Linked DNA regions of Cyprinus carpio: region 1 is linked to region 2. Evidence: chromatin contacts called from public Hi-C data. All regions are on one chromosome and are shown on one strand. The core of a region is the stretch at or near the end of the contact, and the rest is flanking DNA. Distances in the headings are between cores, read along the strand shown.

Evidence for each region. Hi-C and Micro-C count contacts between places; a contact is called where the count stands out from the background.
Region 1: a contact with region 2 is called in a Hi-C map of red blood cells, with 2.3 times the contacts expected there. The contact joins the enhancer-like site here to the promoter of LOC109111576 in region 2. A contact is called at or near these places in 5 of 8 Hi-C or Micro-C datasets (liver, red blood cells and skeletal muscle).

Annotation. Positions count from the first base shown.
Region 1 is chrA19:18,335,125-18,341,453 of ASM1834038v1, reverse strand. All of the region lies in intron 2 of LOC109111576 (ataxin-1-like), which reads right to left. Among protein-coding and RNA genes, the nearest start is that of LOC109111576, 44 kb to the right of the region's middle. Within about 2 kb of position 3,768, at least 1 of the 8 cell types and tissues checked has an H3K27ac peak or open chromatin away from gene starts, as enhancers often do.
Region 2 is chrA19:18,292,320-18,298,465 of ASM1834038v1, reverse strand. It overlaps LOC109111576 (ataxin-1-like), which reads right to left and starts at 4,120. Exons shown (of 4, transcript XM_042776862.1): 1 at 3,940-4,120.

The sequences.
Region 1 (6,329 bases), core at 2,519-5,018, 43 kb before region 2:
TCTATGAAAAATAATCAAAGCTGCAGATATACCAATGCAGATGAATAGATACAACAGCAAAAAAGGAGAAAATAAAAGAGAAAGAGAGTGAAAAACAAGAACGTGGGAGAGGGATGGGAGAGTCTTGAAATGTTCAAAGCCCTGATGACTCCTCCAAAGTGCGTTTGGGACCGCCGCTCCTTCGGACCCCCTACTGTGAGACGAGCCTGAAAGCAGACCAAACTAGCTTTGTGCTGACACTGAAAAACTCATTCATACATAATTAATAGTATACAAGGCCTCAACGCCATACAGTTAGATTACGTAAAGGATATTAAACTCAAAGGAAAGATATTCTATATATAACTGACTGTCTTTCAATACACACACTGTATGAAAAAGATTACACAAGAATGATAATGCATTACTGTTTTTAGACACCAGATGGTGCTGTATTTCACATTAAAGTGATTTGAGGGGAAAACGAGGACAGTTCTAGGATCAGTGAGAATATTTACACAAGTATTACACTAAGAATTACTCTCATCTGTAGTCAACAGGAGTGTCTCAGTGTGATGAAGTGAAGGATTATCAAATCAGAGCTCAAGATTTGCACAACATTATTATTATATGTTGCATATGGCACAGTGGAAATCACCATGGAAGAAACCTGAGGTATAAAATCTGCACGTGGTTGGGCTACCATATGGTTTCAGTCTGCATTTGAACAAACGGCGCTGAGCCTGACAACAGGCTGTAAACCACCTCGCTGTGAAGATGTGTCCTAACCAGGCACGACAGTTGTCGGTCCACATCTAATGTGAAAAAGAAATGTGATGTGATTTAGGATTTTGAATCAATGAGATTGCATTCTTTATCAACTAATATAATCTACTGATCCATAAACTGAGAAACAATAACACACACAAATCATCCTATAAATTATAATGCAATACATTACACACAGGCGGCCATCTGTCTGGTTTTAGGTCAGACAGTCCTGTTTTGACAGTCCAACGCCTATAAGCGAAGCCTGGTAATAATAGCCTTTCATAAATAAACAAAAGAATAGACTATATTTAAGTTAATATGACGTGATTAGCATTTTAGAGACAATATATTGTCAATATCAGCTGTTTTTGCTCCATTCCACCAACAAACTCTAAAAAAAAGTCACAACAGAACCACTGGTCTCTCCAAACATTACAGTTGTGTTGCTAAATGATTCAGCATTTTTTTGTATAAATTGGGTGGGTCAGTGATTCAGTGACCCATTTATAAAGACAGTAACTTGATTCACTAATATCATTTTTTTCCCAACATTTCATATGTGTATAGTTCATATTTAAAACATTAATCTCAACATTATTTATGCAATTCTAACTGTGGTGTAAATGCATTCATGGAATCTCTTAGCTGCATTAAACTGTGTACATTTATTCATTAAATGTAGCAATATGCATTAAAGGGAACACATGCTTTTTAAAAAGGCTTTTTTAACATCTGTACTTATAAATTTGGGATTCATTTTTAGTTTATAATCTTTCGCTGAATCCTGCAAAGAACATTTTTTTTTTGGTGTTTTAGAAATAACCACCATAATTGCTCCATTAATGTAGTTCACTGAATGAGAGAAAGAAAACGTTCAGCTGTTGAATGTACATCCGTTGTACGCTCATTATTGCAGTGCATTAGGGGATTGAATGAGCACATTTGATAATGACCACTACAAATGGCTGTTTCCTCAAATGGTGCACTATACAAGGGTATAGGGGGTGATTCCAGACACAGCACAAGAGAATGACAAAATCATGCCACTCAAATGCTCTAGCTTTGTAATAGGTCTATAAAGTTGGCCACAGGACGCCTCAGGATGGGCTGGACAGTTGGGTAGGTTTAGGTCTACCAAGACCACCCCGTGCAGTCATCTGGACAAAAAGCTCCATGCCTGGCTTAGACATGTTATAACATGAAGTTCTGCACTGTGTGCAACAGCAAATGGAGTTTGTATGCAAATGTTTTGCAATTGGTGGGTAGGTGGGTGGTTTCTTGAGATCACTACAATATGGGAAACAGCACAAAATCTGATTAAACACCTCCAGGTCATGAAGTGAGTGTAAACGTGCGAAAAAAAGAGAGAAGGTACACGTAAATGAGAATACAGGTTTAGCAAAGCAACCTTTCACAGTGTGATGTTTAAATATGACATTTTTACAAGCAGTTTTAAGGGAGTCCCACAGCCTGGCGCCGTGAGGAGAACAGACTAGTGGGTATGTAATTCTTACCTTACACTGCATACTTGACAAACTCTCATCCATTATTTGTGCTATTCCCGTAATGACATCTTGTTCCTTATTTCCTTTCTTTTCCCCAAAATTCTACTCCTTCTCTTTAAAGGCTTTCTGTCATACAGTAGAATAAGAGTGTGTGTCTATTTTGAACAAACTGTACACAAATACAAAATCTTTGCAGACGGACGTCACAGATCCATGTTTAATGGGCTACATGTCGCTTTGAGCATTCATTTGTGTGAACTCCAAATTCCTCTTTCGAGTGCCCTGAAGTATGCACGTTTGCATGAGAATGGGTCGTGTGTGTCGCTTTAAGAGCGATGTGGTGTTCATTGATGCAACCGCACGCTGCGAGTCTATTTATAACCTCTGTCTTTGAGGTCTCCATTACATTTGCATGGGAGCCGTGCACGCACACTTCCCTCACATCTCATTTACATATGCCGTGTGGTTTTTCTGCTGTGGGTAGCCAGTTCGCTTGCTTTAGTGTGTGTGTCTATGCATACATGTGAGCAAACAAGTTTGTGCATCACTATCGCAGTAGTGGTCCTGACTCGCAGCCCTTGGCAACATCAGGTGAAAAAAAAAAAGCAAAACTAATATGAATTTTCCACCAAACAAAACAAATAAAATAAATTATGAATTATGTAGTCTATACATACATTTCTAAAATTAAAATAGTAATAATAATAATTTAAATAAATGAAATATAATAAAACAGTATATTTATAAAAATACCTGGGTTATCTTTACCCATTTAAAAATTAAAATACATAATTAAAATTAAACAGAAACAAAAAAAAATCTAGATTATATGAATGTATATATTTTATACTCACTTATAAAATAAAATAAAAAATACCTATATAGTCTACACATTTTTATAAAATACAATAATTAAATTAAATTTAAAAATAATACAATAGTAAAATTAAGCAGAAATGAAAATGTGCCATGTAGTCTCTACCTATGTTTAGAAAACAAAATACAAAATTAAATAAATTCAAACTAATACAACAATAAAACTAAATAGAAATAAAATCTCCATAATCTCCATAATCTACAAACATGATCAAAAAATAAAATGAAATAAAAAAATTAAATAAAATGAAAAATTATTCTATAATCAACTTACATCCAATAAAATGATCAATAAATTATAAAATAATAAAAAAAGAAAAAACTGAAAAAAAAAAAAGAAATGAATATAAACCACAAATAAATAAATAAATGTATTTGATTTGTATACTGTAGCATGATCCCTAAACCACACCAGAAAGCGATTTCACTCTTGGAGACCGCCTATATTGCCTATGGCAGCATTTTACACTATTGTTAACCACAATTGCTACAAAAGCATGTAGTAGAGCATGTGTGTGCTTGTAAGTCAGAAGGCTGTGCTTTCATTTCTCGTTACTACTGTGTGTTTGTGTGTGCGGTTGAGCAGGACAGTGTACTCCAGCAAGGCCAGCCACATGAGTGTTTATGATGAGTCACTGCCTGTAACAGCAGGGGAGATTACTTACACTCACTACACAAGCGTGTGAAAGCCAGCATGTGTGTATGAGTGTGTGAGAGAATTATGTCGGCATGCAAAATCTGCATTAGTATCAGTGGCCAGGTTTAAGTACAAGAGGCCAGATCTGTACCCTTTCCACACGTATCAGGTAAATGCGGTCTGGAGAGAGTCGTTGTGTTCCAGGACACATGCAGGTGATCGAATAAAGCCGTGCTAAGCTGCAGCCATACATAGTAACATCAGCTACACTTGCTGAGGAGCGACACGGAAACTCCTCCCATACATTTCTCTCTGCGCTTGTTCACCAAGCTGCTGTTCTCGAACTTCAGCATTCACAAAGAACAGAGATTATCATAGTGGCAACACCTAGAATTCCTACTAGCATGTTAATGATGTAACAGCTGTTATAAGACTTGTAATGAGCTCTTCATGTGATGTGATAATGGACATGAAGTCATTTGTGATGTTTGCTTAAGAAATGTCACTGTTTCTAGTGATGTAATTACTAGTACAACAGTGCCTATTACTATTGAGTGCAACAGTGTCTGCCCACATTTCCAGTGGCCTTGGTTCTGGAAGTATTTTTCCTGTGTATTTTTTATAGGGATTTTTTAAAGTCTTTGCTGAAGAGTTGTAAGCCATAAACCAAACCAATCAGCTATGAGGTGTATCACAACATTGCAAATTCAGAAATCAGATGAAAGGGAAAAGGTACAAGACTGTGTGCTTAAAGGGATAGTTCACACATGAGCTAAAAATCTTCTTCACCATTTCACTGAAGAATAAAAGTCACCTGTCAAAATAAAAAATAACACTAAAAATCTTCTTTACTATTCTACTGAAGAATAAAAGTCACCTGTCAAAATAAAAAATAGCAGGCTATATAGCAACATGCCAACAACCACTAAGAATACTTTAGCAAATGCCCAGCAACGTTAACAACCAAAATGTGACCCAAAGGTGGGCTTTAAGCTTTGGCCAATAAGACTCAACTAATAACGCCCTAGCAACCACCTAGCAACTCCCCAGCTAACATTCACAGGGGCCAGTTGCATAAACATAGTCACTATGTTAAGACTGTGCCTAAAGAACTAGTTTCACCAACTAGCAATAGACAAGGGGTAATCAGTCTTACTTTTCATATTCAAATAAGACGAATTTATCTTTTTGTAATGGAACTGAAGTCATGATTAGAAAAAAAAAATTAGATGACTAACTTTTTAAGACTAGTCTAAGCAGTTTATGCAACTGGCCCCATGCAGAACACCCTAGCAACCATAACAACATGTTGACCAACCACAAGCTAACAGCCACTGAGAACACTAGCAACTGAGCAACTGCATGGCAACATGATAACAAAAAAATCAGGATTCTTGTTCTGAGAATGATTAGGTGAAGCTGATTTTAAGAATATAAATCTCATGTTCATATATACACACTAAACAGCCACTGTCACAGGCTTGAATTAATTCAGGCCCAAAGCAGAGGTCATTAGCGGTGACAGCCACTGATGTAGGCCGAACCTTCCGCTCAGTGCTATTTGCAATCCAATCAACCTTGACTAGGAGCCCAGCTGGTTTTACAGCTCTGTCCATGGGCAACGAATCACACTTAGCATTTCTGCCAGACCGAGAAGAAAGCAGGAGAAACCGAATGGCTTCAGAAATTTAAGTCTAAAAGGCTGACTCAACCGCACCTGTGCCCTTTCATGCACTTTATCCCCAACATAGGTACAGTACATACACACACAAGAACAGATGCTTGCTAGTGGCACGCATGCACACTTTCTCTCACACAAGCAGATGCAGCTGAAATGAAAGGATTCGCACACGTTGATACCACTTATTTCCTTTTCGATATATCAAAGTCAGTATTGCTGATATTGATACTGATATTAAAAATAAGGTAAGGTTGATACCACTTATTTCCTTTTCGATATATCAAAGTCAGTATTGCTGATAATGATACTGATATTATACCTCTAGTCTAGTCAATGTATTTTTAGTATTTTTCTTATATTTAACATTTTAAAAGGCAAATTCAGATTTCATTTTTTTTTATTACTAACCATTACAGAAACCTTTTAACTTTACATTTATAACAAACATCACACAAACACATTATAGCAAATGTCATATATTTAGCTTTCTCGTCATCTAGCATGGAAAAAACTCCAGATGTGGTTTTTCTGTTTTTCTGTCATTTCTCCATCCGTTCTCTCAGTCTGAATGAGTGCTGTGACTGATGTCTGTTATTGCTTGTCAACATGTCTGCACAGCAAAGTAAATAAAAGGAGAAACGTTTCTTGTCCTTATATAATTATATGCTATTACACTTTTTTTTCACTTCAATGGATATGTAAACATTTCAAGCAAAATAAATAGTAAGATCACTAGTTAGAAATGATTAGGAGCAGTATTTAATAGCTATATTTATATGTAACCAACTAATCTGATGGCTCAATCTTCATCTAAACACTGCAATCTATCGTATCAGGCACATAAGCAATGTGTAATGCATACATTTACATTAAGTTTTGC
Region 2 (6,146 bases), core at 2,871-5,370:
TAAAGCAAAAATGGCATTTTATTGTGCTTGAAGCAGGTTATGTGATGCAAATGTAAAAATTAATTCGTTTACAAATCATGATACACTATGGAAAAATGCCTTTTGAGTTCAGAACCATGCAAGAATAAGTCTTTGTTAATCAATAATCTGTCCCTGCATTAAAAATAAGTGTGTAAAGGAATAATGGTGTTTTAAGCATTTAAGCTGGAAACTGCAGTGAATTGTATGTAGGTATGTTTTTGGAGTTTTGCACATTACTAGAGGCACATTTTGTCTTGGTCTTGGCTGAAAATGTTGTCCTGCTCATAATACAAAAAGTCAAACACTTAAATTAAACCACTGAACTCCTTTTTAAACTTCTGGACCCTGAACAAACAAACAAACAAACAAAAAAAGCTAAAACATTATTTAAATATCTTCTTTTGTGTTATAAGAAAGTCATATAAGGTGAGTAAGTGATGACAGAATTTTCATTTTTGGGTGAAGTGTCCATTTAAGATAATGTAAATCGTTCTACTCAAAACAGCATGTGGCAAGATTACAATCTGAAAGTATATGTGGAACATGCAAGATGTATAAACAGCAACAGATGGCCACTTGCTATCAAATGACCCGAGACAGATTTCAATACCAGGTGCAAACACGTTCACAGACTCTAAAGTCACAGACTCACAAAAAAGCAGCTATAGCCAAGAGAGTTAGAGCTCAGAGAAAGAATTAGCCTAACATTAATTTGTCTTTTATGCTGCAGAACAATGCAGCCCAGGTCTTGAGTTCATGCATGCATACCTGTGAGGGAGTGTACTTTAAGAGCTTGCCTGGATAGGCCTAACTTGATACTTATTTTCCAGCAAAGGGTGAAACCAGGTTGACTTAAGCTCCACCCCTCCAATGTGTTCACAAATTTCTGGTCCAGCTGGCTCTCCTCACCCATTGGCTGATACTCTCCCTGCCAATCACAGCTGCATTATATAAGTACTGTCTGCAGGTGGAGGTGTGTCCTTCTGTATTTCACGGGCACTCAAGCGTGTCAACTTAGCCTTGCCTGCAACTGTCACAAGCTCTGTTGGGTTCAGCAAACACAACTCCACTGACACTGTGGTAGTTTGAACAGCACACCTACTAAGGAGAAACAAGATAGAGCACTTCACAAGCAGCAGGTGTATGTGTAAACTGAACAAATGAGCAGACACACTAGAGCACTTGTGATTAGGCCATACTCGGTGTCTTAATTACTACTCATTAGCATTTAAAAGTAAGTGGTACTGGGGCCATCAAACAGAGATTTGCTTACTGAGTTATAGCACTGAGCAATTCACCACCATACAAATCCCTCTGAAAAAAACCATTCACTGCATAATCAGAGCAGACAGCTTAGTCCCAGGTTGCAAAGGGCAGCCCATACTGTTTGTATTACAACCGCACAAAAAAGGGGAAACACTAATCCACACGCTCTCCAAAACAACAGGATTTTCAATAAAAGCGCCAGGATTTCTTAATCATCCAAAAGCCTTGGAAATGTACACTAATAATAAGCATGAAAACCGAGCATGCGGCAGCAATATTAGGCAGAACATGGTGAAACTGAGGCACGGTGACCCTGCAAATAATCCTCCTTTATTTAAACATGCTGGTCTTTCAACATTCAATGAAAGTTTGTCTCACGCAGTAAATTTAATTTCTCACTATGTCTGTCTTCTTTCTTTGCCTCTTTACGGCATACACAAAGGCGGACTTACCCTTTAGGCAAAGGTAGGCAACCACCTTGGGCCCCCAAAAGCTAAGGGCCCTCTAAAATGCTTTCCATCTACAAGATGTGCATTAAGCACGGACATGCGAACGGTTGCTTTTACGGTGTTTATCACCATGACAACAATCTGCATGTCCGAGTTGAACACACTTCTTGTGTATCCTGCTTGTAGCAAATGAAAATATCATGCATCTAAAAGCAGCAAGCATTACAACAAAAAAGGAATCTCAAGGCTAAATTTGTAAATGTGTGCAAATTCATAGGGCCCCATTCATATATTTTGCCTGGGGCCCCCAAATCACTAAATCCGCCCCTGGGCATACAAAGTCTAAAAGTGAATTAAATCTCCTCAGTAAACTAAATCAATGGAGATTTTTTTTTTCTTTTCAAACAGCCATTTGGGAGTAACAATGTTTTCACATGGAATTTTTTGCTTTACTTTTACTGCAAAAGTCATATGAGCTGTAAAAATTAAAGCTATATATGTTGCATAGAAAAGTATAGATTAGAATATGCTACAACTGTCATTAGCCATAAACCTTCACAAAAGTCCATTCAAAAGCAAAACCTATACATAGCATGGTATAGTATATTTATTATAATACAGTATAGTATAGTATAGTTTATGTGCTTTAACCATTGTAAATCTGTATACTATTAACTAAGATTAAATTATTTAAAAATTAACATGAAAGTTATATATTGCAGCATACAGTGTAAAATACACAGTACAGTATACTACAGTATAGTACACTAATATATACTGTACTGTCATATGTGCGTTAAAGTATAGTATATAGTATAGTATAAGCAACTGTCACATGAGTCATAAATCTGTGCACAATCATCTCGGATCAGGTCAAAACAATGTTACATGGTACAGTGTAGTATATCATAGTAGCATACTGCATTATAGAATACTATAGTATGAATTACAGTATAAAGTATAACATATCTCATCATATGACACGTGCAAAAATGGTAATATATGTAATAAAGGTAATATACATTGCACAATATAGTTTGGTACAGTAAAGTATAGTATAGTATAGTATAGTATAGTATAGTATTGTATAGTATAGTATAGTATGCAACTGCTCTAAACTGCGCACAAAGTCAAAGCATAGTATATTAATGTACAGAACACAGTGACAGTACAGTATAGTACGTGATATAATGATACTCTGATCCTAACGAAAGACCTACTTAAGGCTGTCTCAACCAACTGTTTACATAATCAACGCTAAACTGCACGGTTTATTTAATAAAGCAACAAAACCTGGCACTGCAAAAACATATGAAATATACACAGCAACAGCTCATTATATAACCAGCCGGGATGAACCGAGTGACATCACGACGGGATACACTCAATGGCTGCGTCTCAAACCTAGTAAGGCTGCCTTACTATACAGCATTACTGGAGTCAGTTCAGAACGCGCCGAACAAATCGCACCGCCTTTTAGGAACCATACGATATGGTGCGCTCATTAGGTACTGAAACACAACCAGTGTCTATTAAAACACAGTGACAGTGAAGCGGAGACAAAACTGTTGTAGCCTCCTTCCTTGTACGTGCTATTCTCAATTAAACAGATACCGTCGATAAATGCACTTGCATAAACCGCGTAGCCGTGGATTAAACAGTGCACAAGGGTGAAGTCGCAACTATAGTGTAGACTAAGACTTCCGCGATTGTGTTTTCAGATCGAAACGCTTCTAGCAACAATGTTGACTCAGCAGAAGTGTGCACAGCTACGACGAGTGACAGTTTGCTCAAAAAAGTACAGCTGGCTGATCAGTAATCCGCAGATAAATTTATATTTATAAGTCTATCTGGAGCGATAAAAGGAGGCGGGGTGGCGCAGTTACTCAGCCCCGACGAGAGCGCTCCCTGCTCGGACTTACAGCTCGCAAGTAACCGCCCCGCTTCCCGTGCGCTACTTCAAAGTAGTTATATAATTTTTAATCGAGATGACAAACAGCACATCTTGAACATCTCGTCCGGTAGACCGCAGACAGGTTGACATAATAATTAATGCATTTGTCACAGTAAATATTTACAAAGGTTTTTAAATAAACGTCACACTCCGTTCCTCCTGCGTCCTTTAGGTCCCAGCCATTTTTCCCAGATCGCAAGCAAATCCCAAAGACAGTTTTGTGCTGGTAAATTAGATGCACGGACTTACTGTACGCTATAACGGGCAGAGAAGCGCGAGGCTCTCCGTGTTGCCAGGGCTCCGTGCGTTCTCGCGCACTGCCGGTGGAATCGTCTCCCCTCCGCTCGCACAATGATGTCTGCTGCAGCCCGAGCTAATAGCTCTATCGCTCCGTGCCCCCACCTCCAGTGAGTGAGTGAGTGAGTGTGTGTGTGACGGAGGGAGTGAGTGTGTGGAGGCGTGCGTAAGTGTGTGTGTGTGTGTGTGTGTGTGTGTGTGTGTGTGTGTGTGTGTGTGTAATCCAAATATGGAGCAGTTGGCCGGCCCAGTTAAAGAGAAGAGATTGGAGGTTGTTCCATTAAAAGTATAGAGAAACATAATGACGTTTGAGGCTCCATAAACAAATGGTGTGTTATAAAGTTTAATAATACATGTCAGTTCGTTTCTGTAATCTGATATAAACAGCAGCGTTCCGGGAGAGCTGCCATTTAGTACTATATCACTGGGAATTGTGGGAAACTGCAAAATTTGTATCATTCACTCAGAACAGGAACAGGGAATGGAAATCCCGGATTGGAGTTAGAGCCAAGTGATTATAGAAAGCTATGAGCATGGAGCTCTGTCTCTCTGCTCCACTCATTCAATGTTCAAGACCGGGGTTTACCCTGTGCATTAAAGGGGTCATATGACGTTGCTAAAACATTATGTTTGGTTAAAAAAACATACTATTTTCCACATAATGTACAATATTGTTGCACCTCTTTGACCCGCCTTTCTGAAACAGGTCAATTTTTAAAAAGCTCATAGTTCTGAAAAGCGAGGTGTATGCTGATTGGCCATCTATCCAGTGCATTGTGATTGGCTGAATACCTCAAGTGTGTGACAGAAATGTTATGCCCCTTAACATACTGTGACGCCATCTCCCAGCATGACAAGACAAAACCAATAAAACCCAAAAAAAAAAACACATCTGCCTCATCCATTGGAGAAACAACAAACAACAATAACTAATTATACTGTGTTTTTACGCATTGTGTTGCGTAAACATAAAACCATGTCTGCATTTGTGATTGGAGAAACAACAAACAACAAGCGCTACTCTACACTGCTTAAAAATTCACGTTTGAATCATCAGTGGCAAATTCTTTAAATATAAAACATGTACTTACAGGCTGTGAGTCAGAAGTGCCAGACTGTCCTTGCAAAGTTGGAACTTACCCATTTTATAGAAAAGCCTTTGAGCATAGACCCATTGTAGGCTCTGCAGAACTGCAGGTTCAGGAAACAGTCCTCCATAAAATGCATCACACAGCGTCTCACACTGCGGGCTAGAGTGAGGAACAGCCGGCGGACTTGAGTATGGCGCAGCCAGCGTATTAGACAAAGGAGCGGCCAGCGGGCTTGTAGTAACCACATGTGACGACCCCGGGCAGGACTCCACTTCTTCTATGGCACTGCTCAGCTCTAGGCATGACGAAGCAGATAGCGTCCTCTTTTGGAAGGCCAAACAAGATAGTTTCGCTTTCACAGTGAAACACACAGCGTCTCCACAACATGGCGGCAGCAGCAACAAAAATACTACAACGAGAATAAAAGTTACGGCTTCTTTCTTTGCGTAAACATTTGGATGGTGTTATGCAAATCTTCCCACAGAGTGACGTAGACATGTTGGGGGCGTGTTTAAACGAGGCGATTTAGGAGGGCATGGACAAGTCTTAACTTTTATACAGAATATCTCTTTGGATTTGAGACATTAGTCTTTGCAACTTTACAGATCTTCTTTATGCGCCAAGAGCTTGTAACACTCCAAAGAGAAAGGAAAACTTGAAATCACATCATATGACCCTTTTAACATGAAAGATAGACACTGTCTGTATTCTTTTGGAACTCTGCCAGCGATATTTATTAAAAGAAATGTATGAACTAGACAAATATAAATAACTCAATTTTAATTTCTTGCTTATATTAATGTTTTATGAAAGCAATATCACATCACCAAAAAAAAAAAATATATATATATATATAGATATATATATATATATATATATATATATATATATATATATATATATATATACCAGAATATATATACCAGAAAACTCAATACATAGAGTGAGATATGCATGATTATTGTTCATTTTGCTAAGACATACTTGGGTAAGTTTAAATGACAATGATACTCTATATATTTTCTTTGAGAATACTCTTCCTATTATGGGGGGAATAGAATTAGACTA